Regions from separate parts of the Sus scrofa genome. Here region 1 is linked to region 2. The links are chromatin contacts, called in public HiChIP or PLAC-seq maps. All regions are on one chromosome and are shown on one strand. The core of a region is the stretch at or near the end of the contact, and the rest is flanking DNA. Distances in the headings are between cores, read along the strand shown. Region 1 overlaps ARHGAP21 (rho GTPase-activating protein 21). Region 2 holds the start of ARHGAP21 (rho GTPase-activating protein 21).

Region 1 (3,564 bases), core at 283-2,782, 50 kb before region 2:
CAAGTCTCAGTATTTCAGCTGCCATTATGATTATTCCATGCCACCTCTTATTAGACCCTATTACTATATGCTGAAGCATATTCATGTCATTCAGTCTAGTGACAAGCTGTGTTTTTAAACTCTGACTTGCCATCATATTAAATGATACTGAAAGTATCCGTCTAATTCCAGTAACTTTTTATAATTGTCCAAATATTTAGCAAACTATTTCCTCTGCATAGTCTGCTCAGAAAACTCACCACCCTTCTAGACGCTAGAAAAATAGCTATGTACTAGAAAAAATAGAATCAAGTTTAGAATTAGACATTCTTTTAAAAAAGATTTGGAATTCATAATCAGTATGATCTTTCAGAGGAGATTAAAGTGTCTGGTTCAGAGAGTAGAAAAATATCTAAAAATTTGGAAAAATATAATAACAGTGTAAATATAAACTAATTCTTTTAAGACAGAAGGAAGGCAGGATGAGAAGAAGACAAGAAGGAGACAGGAATTGCCTTGCATTCTTCTTTAATTACTTCTCTTACCTTATATGAAAATTGAATTGCAGACTCGGGGGATAAACAATAAAATGCCTCAATGTGAAACCGAAGCCTTGAGATGTTCTTTTCAACATAACTGTTTTGGGACCTGGCCAGGAGAATGTTTCATCTTCGGATGGTGATACAGTTTCACTCTGTTCTTTTCCATCTTTACTTTTTGATACCTAAAGTGAAAAGATGATTAAAAGTTAACTATAGGACACAATATACTTCATCACTTGGGGGAAAAATATGTGTAAAAATATAATACCTGAGGCACAGACAGAAACTCAGTGGAGAAAAAGAACCATATTCTGATGCATATGTGGTATAACAAGTCAGAAAGAGGATCAAAAAACTCAACTTTTTTTCTACTAGAAAGGGAGGCTATAAAAAGTTAATCAGAAGCAAGAAAGAACTCTTGAAAATGAGAAATATAATGGCTAAAATGTTAAATGCAATAAAAGGAATGAAAGATAACACGAAGAAAATCTCAGAGAGCTCTAAGGACTAGGAAACAGAAACTATGAAAGAAGAGACAGGAAACTCTTGCCGAGTAAGAACACAAAAAACTGTTATGAGTCCAACAGCAGCAAAGGATATTAGAAAGTAAGAGATAAGGCTTTGGGTTCTGAGCACAACCTCGGTATCCACATAGATAACCCTTCTAATATCCTGACTTTCCAGTCTTTGCTCCCCCCCAAACCACCACCACCCCGGCCCTCACGGCCCCCTGTCCTCACTTCCCTCATAAGCCAGTTTTGACTCAGTCCTTTGCCTTTCTCTCACTTCCTCAAAGTTGCCTAAGAAAACCCAACTCTGGCTAAATCAACATCGTCTGCTCTGGACCTGCATCTAGGCTGTCGAATTTTTTATGCAGAAAAACAAAAAATTAAGCCAACTGCTTTCAATCTAAGTTCCCGATGGGGAGTTCCCTTCGCGGCTCAGTGGTTAACGAACCTGACTAGTAACCATGAGGTTGTGGGTTCAATCCCTGGCCTCGCTCAGTGAGTTAAGAATCCGGTGTTGCCGGGAGCTGTGCTGTAGGTCACAGACGTGGCTCAGATCTGTGTTGCTGCGGCTGTGGTGTAGGCGGGCAGCTACAGCTCCGATTCACCCCCTACCCTGGGAACCTCCATATGCCCCGAGTGTGGCCCCCAAAAGACTAACAATAATAACAACCTCAGGAGAGTCTTCAGTGTGGTCTGGCCATGCTAACAGGGTCTCCCCATCCCTTCATTCCAGACGACTGTTTCTTCCCTTCCCCCACCCTCACTTGTAGCTAACAACCCTGCTTTCATTGCACAAAACCACGCAAGCAAGAAAACGAGAACTTAGTGACCAGCCATCCACCCTGCAGCTGGAGCACGCTCTCTGGTTTTCCCTCTGGACAATGGCTGAACCTCCCATTGGCCCACAGCCCCACCACTTATGTGCTAGACCCCGTTCCTCTTCCTAGACCAAGACATGGTCCCAGCAAGTCCCCTGCCCCCCCGCCGGCTCTCATGCATCATCTGTTTTCTCTTCGCTACATCATTCCCATCCCCTGTGTGTACATTTCCTAAGTTCTTTCATCTTAAAACATGACAGAAATTCTCTCTTGACCACAGCCCTCTCCAGCTTCCACTTTGTTGTTCTGCTTATCTTCAGAGCGAAACCCCTTGGAAGTTGTCTGCAGCTGCTATCTCCAATTCTTCCTCTCCCATTTATCTCGTAAATCTCCTTAAATCAGACTTTGGCCTCCGTAATTCCCTGGAACTGCTCTTGTCAAGGTCAACAATGGCTTCTACATCGCTGAACGGAATGGTCACTTCTCAGCTCTCGTCTTCCGTGACCTGTCAGTGGGTAAGGGATTACTTCCTTCTTGAAAAACGTTTCCATGGGACTTCCTACACTGATCTGAATTTCCTCCTACCCCTGGGGTCCTTCTGCTTAGTCTCTCTGTGGCTTCATCTGCTCGACTTGTGAGTTTAGGAGCACCTGGGACTCAGCCCAGGGACCCTTCTACCTCGACTCTGGCGGGTGGTGATCTCTAGCCCAGTGTGCATCTCTAGCCCAGACATCTCCCCAATCTAACAGACACCTCAAACTTAACATGTCTACTTTGCTGCTCAGATTTTGTATTCAATTACAACTCCAAGTTCACCTCAGCAGTTTTGAAATGTCACCTTCATCCAATGACAAATACTTGAATATGCTTGATTCTATTACATTTTAAATTACACTCCACTAGTGAATCATGCCTGTTCTTCCACAATGATTTACTTTAGAAGAAGGTGTTTAAACCTAAATAATCCTCCTGGAGGCAATTTTTCAAGAGACTTCTAAATCCTGAACACTTTCATCATAAGTCAATACCTAGGCTATTACTAGTGAGCCATTCATCAACTTCATTTTCTTTTCCATTTGGGAAGGCAGCTAGATAGTAATATTTCGCCACCAAACTTGCAGCAGAAGAGGTTGTGGCTGAGTCTTAGTCAATGGAATGGAAGTATTATTGGTTTTTTTTTTTTTTTTTTTTGGTCTTTTTAGAGTTGCACGGAGGCATATGGAGGTTCCCAGGTTAGGTGTTGAATCGGAGCTACAGCTGCTGGCCTGCACCACAGTCACAGCAACGCAGGATCCGAGCCACATCTTGGACCTACACCACTGCTCACATCAACCCAGATCCTTAACCCACTGAGCAAGGCCAGGGATGAAAACTGAGTTCTCATGGATGCCAGTCATATTCATTTCCGCTGAGCCAGGACAGTTACTCTGGAAGTATAATAAATATCTAAAAGTGAACAGCATTTCTACCTACACACGGACAATACACCTGGAAATTGAAAAATTTAAAATACCACTTAAAATGTGAAATACTTGGAGTTCCCGTCGTGGCACAGTGGTTAACGAACCTGACTAGGAACCATGAGGTTGCGGGTTCGGTCCCTGCCCTTACTCAGTGGGTTAACAATCTGGCGTTGCTGTGAGCTGTGGTGCAGGTTGCAGACACAGCTCGGATCCCATGTTGCTGTGGCTCTGGCGTAGGCCGGTGGCTGCAGCT
Region 2 (3,821 bases), core at 155-2,654:
AGGAGGAAAAAAAGATGTGAGAGGCAACAAGACACAGGAGTGCCACAGACCAATGGATTTTCTATTTCTGCCCTGCCTTACTCAAAAATTTTCAGAAAGCTTGGGGTAAAATCTACCGGGCCCTTCCAAAGACGCTGGTCTGAAGGCAATGCAATCCACCTGACAGCCGACGCTAAATGTGAGCCACCTGACAGCCCCGGCTGACACCTGCAGGACTTCGGAGCAGTGAAAGAGGGCATAAATAAAAGAACAGGAAAGCCGGAAGATTTTTAAGGGAGTTGGAATTACAGCTCCGTTAAGCAGTTTTCCAAGGGTGTGCCTAAAAACTGTCCAAGGGAAAACACTTGTTTTTCTACCCAAAGTAGAAATCCACAGCAACAGCAATCAGTCAAGCCGTGTCTCAGTATCAAAGAGGAGGTGGTCCAGGAGCCACCAGCCTTCCAGCCCCCGAGCAAACCCTGGCTACACCTACGAAATGTACAAAGCCACTCCCTAACCAGCCCAGCTCCAAAAATACTGGAGGATGGGGACTCGGAAAACCGAAGCTTGCAGCATTCCCAACCACCTAAAAAGAGAGAATTCCATGCTCTGAGATGACCAAGATGGAGGCATTTCAAAGTAAGAAAGGAAAAATATCCTTGGGGGGGAGAAGGGGGGAGCGGGGATCACTGGAAGTTCCTAGAAACAAAAACGGGCAACGTTTCACTTCTCTACTGGTCAAGCTGGGGTCCTCCCACCATCCAGCCCAAAGCCCCAAAAGCCTCTTCCTAGGCTGTGTGGCAGCTGACCCCCGCCACCGGCAGGACACCTCACAGACACAGGCCACCACAGACGGGCAGGGATCCTGCCTCAAGCGCTTACCTCACAGGTGGGGGACCCGCAGGCCTTGAGCTTGTCACCATCTCCCTCCGGCAGACCAGTCCGACGTGTGGCCATCATTTCATTTCAAATCACAAAGAAGGGGCCAACCCTTGGGAGTCCACATTGGGGGCGAAATGCCACCACACACCCAAAAGGTAAGAATTCCACACCAGGCTCCGCAGAAGGTGCAGGGCTAAGTGAGACAAATAATGGGCCGGGGGATGAAGGTTTTGATGAAGCCCCTCCGCAATGCCCTGAAGATGATTTCTTCGGACTTCAAACGATTTCCCCGTCTTCGTCCATTTCTCGAGACGGAAAAAACAAAGACGACAGGTCTCCTCCTCAGCAGCTAGTGAGGCCAGCTGCAGAAAGCGGTCCCCTTCGTCCTAGCGCTTCTCCCGACTCCAAGAGCAATCTGAGTGCGCCGCGAAGCCTCTGCCCAAGAGATCTTTCCTAGAGGAGGGAAAAGTTAAAGGGCATGAACTTTCTCCAGACGCTGACCTTAGACTCGCCCACGTCTAGCCCAAGTTCGCCTTTCCAACACTCGGAAAAATAATGCGGTCCACGCTGATGAACCTCCGTATAAAAGAATCTATCCATACAACAACAACGACAAAAAAAAAAAGAAAAAGAAAAAAATCTATAAATCATGAAAAAAATGAGTAACATCAGAGCTGCACGGTGGTTGCGTCAAACATGCCTGGCTGTTGTGAAGCCGTCAAAACATTCCCTTTTCAAGTGCATTTTAATGAGCATTATTTTCTGGGCAGAAGAGGCGTCTCTGTTCTTCCGCATCACCCAGCTGAGGAGACTTAAGGGAAGTTTGCTCCCCACGAGACTAAAATGGGATAATACTTTTTCAAAAACCCTCCTTGCTCCCCGCCGCCTCCCCAGCTGGCCCAAATAAAAACAAAAAGCCAGGATCGGACTTAGCCAGCGCCTCGGCCGGCGTCTCGAGGCGGCCTGGGGGACCCGGGGCGCCCGCCCTCCGCCCCAGCCGGCCGGTGTCCCCGAGGAGGCGGCTGTTTTCCTTGGCCCGCGGCGAGGCTGGGCGGAGACGGCGCGGGGCCGGGAGGGGAGGCGTGCGCGGCTGCGGCGGCGGGAGGGACTCCCTCTCCCGAGCATTATTCCGGAGCTATAGAAATGAAGCCGCAGCCCCAGCAACTTTCATTTAGTTGCCGCGTCCCAATCAACGCCCCGACACGATATTCCCCTTTTTCCGTGTCCACCTTGGGGGGGGGGGGGGGAAATAGGAAAAAGAAAACCACCACCCACCTACCACTATTTCCCCCGCCCCTTCCAGAGGCGGGTCGGGGATCTCGATCTCCCGGGAAGGGCGGCCCAAATTTGTACTTTCAAAAACGAGTGGGGGAACCCGAGGGAAAGGCCAAGAGCGAGGGGGCTCACCCGCCGCGCCCCGCCGGGCCCGGCTTCCGCGGGCGGCAGCGATTGGCGGCGGGGACGCGGGCCGGGCATGGGGCCCGGCCGGGACGCGCTAGGCCGCAGGCTCGGTTAATATTCATGAGCGGACGGGAGGCGCCCCTCCTCCACGGCCGGCCGGCGGGACCCCGGCGCCCGCCGCCGGCCTTTGTGCCCTTCCCTCCTCCCGCCGTCCTCCCCCGCTCCGCACACGCGGGTGCGGCCCCTACGCCCACGCCGGGCGCCCGCCGCGGCTCCCTCCGGCCCCGCGCCAGCGCCGGGCGGGGTGGCCCGGGGTGGCGGGAAGGGAGGGAGCCCGCGGCGAGCCCGGCTCTCCCTTTCCACCCGCCCGGCGGCGCTGCGCCGGGTCGGCCGAAGCAGAAAATAAAGCAGACACGCACCGGAGAAAGCGCGGCGAGTAGATCCGCACCCGGCCGGCCGGTCCCCGGACGGCACGCCCGGCGCGCACCGGACCCAGCGGGAGGACGAGCGGGCGCTGCCCGCCGCCGTCGCGCTCCGAGGCCGCCGCCCCCGGCCGGCCGCTCCCAGGCACCGCCGCGACCTGCCCCGGCCGGCCCCGGGCTCTCGGCCGCCGCGGGAGGGCGTGGGGCGGGGCGGCGGCCGCCGGACTCTCCCCTCGCCTCGCCGGGCCGGGCCGGGGCCGCGCTCGGGCGCCCGCGATCACCAAGTGACAGAAGTGCCTCGCTCCGCTGCCGCGCCGAGCTGTTTCCCGGGGGCGGATTTCTCGCTTCTTCCTCCCTGGATCCACCTCCTCCCACTCCACCTCCTTCCCCTCCCCTCCCCAGGGGAGGCTCCGGGGCTGAATATTTTCTGTCTTGAATAATATGGTCCCGGGAACCAACGCTGGAGAAGGGGGATTAGCCTGGGGCGGGGTGAGGGGTGATCGCCAACCCCCTCCCAATGTGTGTCGGGACCTACAAGCCCTCGCCGCCCCCAACACCTCCCCCAAAGCCAGACACACAAAACCCTCCCCGCCTTCGCCAATCTCTCGAGCTCAGAGCGGGAGCGGCCAGGAACCCGGGCTTCTGCTGCGGAAGGCTCGGTGCTCCGCGTCAGGGCCCGGGAGGGGGACCTTCATACAGCCAGATACCCAGAATTGGGGGATCCCAGGTCCCAGACGGCGGGGGACACGTCTGGGTGAGTTTTTGCCCCTTTCTGCAGCGGGAGAAGAGAGAAGCTGCGGTGCGATGTGGGACTTGAAGATAAGGGAGTGTCCTTTCACGCCCAACTGTAAATTAGCTTCTTGTTTGCGGGGAAAGGGGTTCGCAGCGAAGCGGTGTTCATTCAATCTCTTGCCCTTTTTACATATTCAGGGCAGTTGAACAATTCCGCGCGGCTAGCAGAACTGAGGAGAGAGGTGGCGGCGCGTCTCTACACCGCAGGTCGCCGCGGCGCGGATCGGGAGTACAACCGCCGCCCCTCCTCTCCTGATTGCGGGGCTGCGCCCGGGACCCCGGCGGTTCACCCCGCCCCGCCGCCCCTCACAACATCTCCCGCTGCAAATGGCCCAATCAGAAAAC

Evidence for each region. HiChIP or PLAC-seq counts read pairs in DNA pulled down with a chosen protein or histone mark.
Region 1: an H3K27ac HiChIP or PLAC-seq map of alveolar macrophages shows a contact between it and region 2. The contact joins the enhancer-like site here to the promoter of ARHGAP21 in region 2. A contact is called at or near these places in 8 of 47 Hi-C or Micro-C datasets (embryonic fibroblasts, fetal liver, heart right ventricle and 3 more) and 2 of 2 datasets of contacts at active chromatin or transcription factors (alveolar macrophages and skeletal muscle).

What each region holds. Positions count from the first base shown.
Region 1 is chr10:50,589,234-50,592,797 of Sscrofa11.1, reverse strand. ARHGAP21 (rho GTPase-activating protein 21) reads right to left here. Exons shown (of 26, transcript XM_021064916.1): 2 at 553-703; 3 at 525-550. Among named protein-coding and RNA genes, the nearest start is that of ARHGAP21, 49 kb to the right of the region's middle. Within about 2 kb of position 1,532, at least 31 of the 83 cell types and tissues checked have an H3K27ac peak or open chromatin away from gene starts, as enhancers often do. A contact at or near this core is called in alveolar macrophages, fetal liver, liver and 2 more, where this site is marked.
Region 2 is chr10:50,539,165-50,542,985 of Sscrofa11.1, reverse strand. It overlaps ARHGAP21 (rho GTPase-activating protein 21), which reads right to left and starts at 1,404. Exons shown (of 26, transcript XM_021064916.1): 1 at 862-1,404. The coding sequence starts at 939. LOC110255603 (basic salivary proline-rich protein 2-like) reads left to right here and starts at 2,005. Exons shown (of 2, transcript XM_021064283.1): 1 at 2,005-3,438; 2 at 3,615-3,821. The coding sequence starts at 2,005. The coding sequence ends at 3,120.